2 separate regions of the Zea mays genome follow, and region 1 is linked to region 2. Evidence: chromatin contacts called from public Hi-C data. All regions are on one chromosome and are shown on one strand. Each heading gives the region's core, a stretch centred on a gene start, on an enhancer-like site or on the middle of the called end of the contact. The rest is flanking DNA. Distances are from core to core; before and after follow the strand shown. Region 1 holds the start of LOC100283225. Region 2 holds the start of LOC100501140 (AUGMIN subunit 5).

Region 1 (3,362 bases), core at 281-2,780, 290 kb before region 2:
ACAATTCATGCTAACTTGTAGACAGCAGTTGTCGCCATTCAAGCATATCAAACCAAACTCACTGTAAACAACAATTTTGAATCTTGTTGATAAAAATATAAGAGATCACATAATCACATTTTTATATAAAGTTACAATAATGGTAAAATTCACATCTCTAAGCCATAAAATGTCAAAAATACTAAGGGTCTGTTTGGTTCGCGCCCTCCCTAGTTTGTCCTAGTTTGCCTAACTTTTTTTCCCTAAGGTTAGTTCTTTAATTTGGCCGACTAATCTAAGACAAATTATGGCGCAACTAGCCAAGAATCAAAATAAGCCCTAAACAGAAAAGAGCAGAGGGGTTATACATGTCAGTAACAAATAAATTCCTCCAAGTCTAGAAGCAGTTGAACTGGTTTTTTGTCTTTTGTTTGGGCAGTTGGTGCGGTGCACTCTTAAGATATTGTTTAGTCATAAATATTAGAGCATGTAAAACAACACCATGCTTTCTTTAAAAAGAAATTCTAATATATGTGAAACTTATATGTGAGCCTTATAGTTACTATGCATTTCACTCAGCCACTGTATACTAATAGACATATGGTCTATGGCGCCTACACTAACAGAATTGTGCTAGTTGACCCAAGAACAGACTATTCAAGGCTGGAACTCACACGTGGATTGCCCTTATATTAATCCACTACACACTTGACCTCAAATTGTAGTTGTAGGCAGATAAAACAAAAAAAATGTCTTGATCACCGCAATAACTTCATCCGTACTCAGCGTAGCGTGTGGCCGTGTAAAACACTGTAGACTGCACAGTTGAGTTTGGAGTAGGGGTGAGATAAGAAGAGGTGGAATGGGAAGGCTGTTTGAAGTAGGGAGTGAGATAAAGAGGTGAAATAGGGAGTAGCCTATGTAAAGCCTCTAATAACCAGAACCCTCCTCGACCACCTGCCCATCTGCCATCTGAACTCAGTCCAGCCAGCCCCCTGGAACAGCGAACTCTGCTACTCTAGCTTCGTCCAGCTCCCGGACACATCCCCGAAATCGCATGCGCGGAAGGCAACCGCCACGCAACCAAATAACAACGGCGCTTTCCGCCCCCGTATCAATTAGCATAATCCCCTGTTCATTCAGCCACGATATGTGACCGAAAACGAAAACCGAACAACAGAGCCGTGGCGGACCCCGACGAAACGTGGGGCAGACGGAAATTTGAGCTGGAACCCGAGGGGAAAGTAGCGCGCACCTTTGAAGGCCTTGTGGAGGTCGATGGCGTCCTGGCGTGGGTTGGGGGGCGCCGGCGGCAGGGTGAGGCTCGCCATCGCCGGCAGTCGCTGCGCGTGCGCGCTGCCCGCGGTTCGATTTGATTCGGCCGGCTCGGTGGAGGAGAAAATTGGATTTATGCCATTATCAAACTACGGATTCGCTCGAATGCCATTATGAGAACACGCTTCGTTATTACGCCATTTTCAAACACTGGATTACAGATAAAATGCCATTTAGGGGGTTATTTGATAAAGTATCAACTAATTGGACTATTTTACCCCTAAACTAAAACAGCTCCTCTCTGTTCTCTGTCTCTCGCGTTTTCTCCTCCTCTCTGTACCGCACCACACCAAACCAGGCTCCTCTCTGTTCTCTCAGCCATTATCTCCTCCTCTCATCCTCTCCCACGACAAGCACAAGGCAAGCTCCTGCACGCACCAGGCAAGCTCCAGCACGCACGCACCAGGGCAAGCTCCAGAAATTCAGAACTGAATGAACAGCGAGGGGCAGGGAAACATCAAAGTGAAAAAGTAGTCGATCTTAACTGAATGAACACAGTTTAAGAAATTCAGAACACAGTTTCCCATTCTTAACTGAATGAACACAGTTTCAGAAAGAACACAATTTATCTGATAGCATAACAAGGTTCAAAATAACTACGATATCCATCCAAATATAGTTCATCTGATAGCATAACAAGGTTCACTTCTAACACTAGCTTACTAAAATCTTAGATAACATAGAAATCAGCAGGTTATTACAATCTTGTCACATTTTCTTCAGCTTCCTTGGTGTGAGCTTCTTCACTAGCATCTTCTTAGGAGTTGTAGTCTTGGGAGGTGACTGGATATCAATCTGTCCATCTCCCAGTAGCATAGCAAGCCGACTGAAAAAAATAAAGACCAGTAATTTAATGAGACAACAATGACTTGATGCAACATAATCGTAATGATATGTTTACCTCCTAGTGACTCTGATTGGGCTGTCCTGTAAAATAGACTCCCTTGTTGGTGTAACCGGAAGAGAAACTTCGAGTTGGACATCAGCTTCAGTTTGGACAACACCATGATCTTGAACACTTTCAAGTTCGACATTAGCTTCACCTTGGACAGCACCTTGACCTTGGACACTTCGTTGAAGTCGAGTTTTGGGGATTTTGGCATTATCCCCATACTTTGTTCTATTCATGCGAGGCTTTCTCTTCCTACAAGTTGGACAGCACAGTTAGATACAAATATAACAGTGCACACGTTCAAATTAGACATTTCATCACTTACCTTTTCTTTGTTCCGTTCAATGGGCACTTGTAGCTAGTTTCACTGTGACCTAATTCTCCACATCTTTTGCACTTTCTTTTGCCTCTAATCATCTTCCTTTTCCCCTTCTCAGATTGGTTTGAACCCTCCATGTCAGCTTCTAGTACTGCATTCTTGTCAGCTTCCTTGCCTTTCTCTGTAGCTACTTTTTTCCCTTTGCTATTCCCACCTTCCAAACAACTCTTAATTCTTAGTTTCTTATACCTTCCTTTACCTCTCTTGTCAAGTGGTGCAGCAACCGCATAGGGCAGATCCACTGTTGGCCATTGAGACTTATCAGGTAGTGGTTCAATTATTCTCTTATATGCATTTTTGAACCTTTGTACAGAGTAGAATTCATGCACAAAATCTTCCAATTCGACATCCACACTCTCCTGTGCTGTAATCAAAGCCAATGCATGTGGACAAGGTTTGCCGGTGTGCTGCCACTCTAGGCATGTACACTCATGCAAGTATGACTTCACTACATGTCTGTTGTGAGTGTTTGTGTTGTCCTCAACCTGTGCAGAGAAAAAACCAGCCTTTGTCACTGATAGATGCCCTAGGCCTCTGGTCCTTGCCTTCAATTGTTGTAAAACAGCAGGTAAGATCTTCCCATTAAGTTTATCTCCAATTCTTCTCCTTTTCTCCCACAACACCATTATCATCTCCCTACACTTGTCTGCAAGCTCAACAACTGGAAGGTCCTTCCAATCTTTAATCCAGTTGTTGAAGACTTCAGCTAGATTGTTGGTGACATAATCACACTTGATGGCAGGATTAAACTGACTCCTCCTCCATTTCAGCTTGTGG
Region 2 (3,259 bases), core at 78-2,577:
GTCTCCACCTATGTAATTAATTTTATAATTAGACTATTTAATACTCGTAATAACTTTTCAAACATGTCATGTGATACGTACTAAGGCCCTATTTGGAATGTTATTTCCTATGTTTTTCCTAAAAAATAAATAATTCCTGTATGATTTCTTTAGAATTTCTACATTTCAAAGGGGCCTAAACTTTAGTCCCCAGAACCAAACACCCTTTAACAATAATCTTGGAAAGAAGAGGGTAGATTTTGCCGATGGTGTGTATCACTAGAGAGTTAGGTATACTTAGAGGTGCCAATGCAGACCCGATACCCGTTAATCCATGTATAATTCCTCTATTAAGCTTAGAGTATGTGAAGATTTTAATCCCCATGGATATAAATTTAGGAGAAATTATTCACATATTGGATATGGTGGGTATGAGTATGGAAAAGCATAATCCAAACCAGATACGTATGGGTAAAATTTACGCAGTAAAATCACTGTGCAGCCCAATATACCATATGCCCAACAACTAATCCTACATCTCACAACTCTTTTAAGCACCCATCCACACAACCTAAACGATCAGCCACCAGCTGTCCTGCCCACCAGTCCACGTGTTACTTTTTTTATTGTTTTGAATGATTATAATGTTTTTTCTTAGATTTATTTGTGATGTATTGTTATTGGATGTAGTGTGTCCGTTAATGTCATATAAAATAATGTGATAATGTTTCTTTTGTCGAGGATAGAGACCCATTGAAGAGCCGACACCCGTAGAAAAATCTTCTAGATGCCATTGGATTTTATATTCGTCACTTATGTGTCATTGAATAATATTTAGGAGATATTTTTTTTATGTATGACATGTGGATCTAGTGACACATAATACCCTGTTTGGATGTAGATATTTAATAATGAAATTGGGAATTGGAATCATGAATTCTGAATTCCTGTTTTTGGCTTACTAAAGAATTCAGAGCTGAAATTAAAGCTCAATTCTTTGGAATTGTACTTGAACTAAAAAGTGTCTAATTCAGAGCCAAAACTCTAGGTATTGGATGGAATGGTAAGTCATATACATTCAAACAAAAATGATTTGAAACTCACTTCCAATACTAACAGATTTGATATTTGATCTAATTTAATTTTAATATCTTCAATATATCCAAATGAAAATGGATTAGTATAATTTCTGAATTGTCTAGAAAATAAAGAGAGGTGCCATGGTCCACTGACACACGGCAGCGACACTGACACTCACACAGGGCTCTCACCCGCAACGGCCGTCCTCGACCTCGACTGGCAAACAGCCGGCCAGCGCCGTTCAAGCGGACAGATCCAACGCAAACCCACAAGAAAGTTTCAAAAAAACATTCGCACTCCCTCCCTCTACCGCCACTAGCCACCCTCCCCTACCCCAATCCCCTCTCCCCAGATCGAGCGCCGCGTGGCTAGGGTTTGCGCGACCGCCGGCAGCGATGCCCGCGTCCTCCGTCTCGGGGGGTAGCGGCCCCGGAGGCGTCTCCCCGGATGCCATCATCGAGTGGCTGCAGGACGAGATGGGGTACCCCTCGGCCCCTCCTGCACCGGATCAGCTCCGCAAGATCTGCCGGGGCAACATGATCCCCGTCTGGTCCTTCCTGCTCCGCCGCGTCCGCTCCGAGCGAACCGTCGCCACCGCGCGCCGCAATATCCTCGTCCACGGCGTCGCGGCCCGGCGGGCGCGGGAGGGCGGAGCGATGGGGGCGGGCGCGGGTGACGCTGCGGCCAGGGAGGCCGAGGCGAGGGAGCGGGACCTCGCCGCTGAGGAGGCCGAGCGGTTGCGTGGGATCGTGAGGAGGCAGCGCAAGGAGCTTCGCGCGCGCATCGCGGAGGTCGCCAGGGAGGAGGCGGAGCGCAAGCGCGTCCTCGGTGAGCGCTCCAATGCCAGGTACCTGAAACTATAGCAGAATTGTGGGGTTCTTCTAGGCGATTTAATTGTTGCTACATCCTTGTATTCAGTTTTGGGGCTTACAAAATCTTCTCAGAAATGGCACAAAAGATGTAGGTGCTCCTGGCTGTAACTATTCCACTAATAAAAATAATGGTGCACGTTGTATTGATATGATTGCTTGGAAGCTGACATCATTGTTAATCCTAGTTTGATAGGAATATACTTTGCTGTGAACGGACTATACTTTTGTGTGAACAAAGGGGTTTTCAGATATATGAAATCCAGAAGATGGCACATAGTAAAACGCCATCTATACAATCTACTCAGTTTGATGTTCCTTCATTAGTAAAAAAACAAATACTATCTTTATATTCCTATTCCTATCAATTGTCTACATCTGGAATCAGTGTTTGTGCATATACCAACATCTGATGACAATCCCTTTGAAAGTTTTTAAGTGCTAATAAATTCATATTTCTATGTGTTTGTTGGCTTGTTGCATTAATAAGCCATGAAATTCTTAGTAGTAAGCCTGCTGACATATGAGAAGTCATACCCAACTCCTAGCATGTTAAAAGGCCGTTGAGCTCACACACAGAGGCAGTCGGCGTCAATGTTGGTGGTATAGTTGTTTTATGGTCAGCATTAACATGATCTATTTGAAAACAATAAGTGATACTGATACTGCATTTGTGTTTCTCCCGCCATCCTTTGCAATTTCACTTATTTCTTTATATAAATTGTGCCAAGTGGTGATGGTGTGCTTGTAGCAGATCTACAACAATTGACATTTTTTTTAAAAAATTAAAAATAGGCACAAGCAAGTTATGCTCCAAGCATATGAACAGCAATGCGATGAAGCGCACAAAATATTTGCTGAATACCAGCGCCGGCTACATCAGTTCGTTAACCAAGCAAGGGACGTGCGAAGATCAAGTATAGGCGTGGCTGGAGCTACAGGTGCTCTTGTGGATATGCAATTGCAGAGTGATAGAGATGATCTTTACCCATCGACTATCAAAAGCAATAGATTGCCAGAGGATCTTTTAGAAACTGCAGGTGAAAGGAGCATTCGGAAGGCATGTGAAACTCTTGCTGCGGATATGATTGAAACAATTCGAAGTTCATTCCCGGCATTTGAAGGGTGTGGCATTAATTCAAGTTGCCAATTAGATGCAGAAAAGCTGGGTATTGACTTGGTTGGTGAAATACCAACATATGTTAAACTTGTTGCATTGGATTCCCTAAAGAATCCATTCATGCTTCTGCAGTCAATCATTACCTACACATCACGCATGAAAACACTTATACATAGAGAAACTGACAAGATTGACATACGCGCTGATGCAG

What was found. A called contact is a pair of places that touch in the nucleus more often than the background predicts.
Region 1: a Hi-C map of ear shows a contact between it and region 2, with 2.2 times the contacts expected there. The contact joins the promoter of LOC100283225 here to the promoter of LOC100501140 in region 2. A contact is called at or near these places in 2 of 25 Hi-C or Micro-C datasets (ear and tassel).

The regions. Positions count from the first base shown.
Region 1 is chr2:183,877,675-183,881,036 of Zm-B73-REFERENCE-NAM-5.0, reverse strand. LOC100283225 reads right to left here and starts at 1,530. Exons shown (of 7, transcript NM_001156127.2): 1 at 1,235-1,530. The coding sequence starts at 1,310. LOC103647399 reads right to left here. Exons shown (of 4, transcript XM_008671942.2): 2 at 2,532-3,362; 3 at 2,216-2,458; 4 at 1,813-2,140. The coding sequence ends at 2,023.
Region 2 is chr2:183,591,387-183,594,645 of Zm-B73-REFERENCE-NAM-5.0, reverse strand. LOC100501140 (AUGMIN subunit 5) reads left to right here and starts at 1,327. Exons shown (of 10, transcript NM_001195943.1): 1 at 1,327-1,906; 2 at 2,724-3,259. The coding sequence starts at 1,455.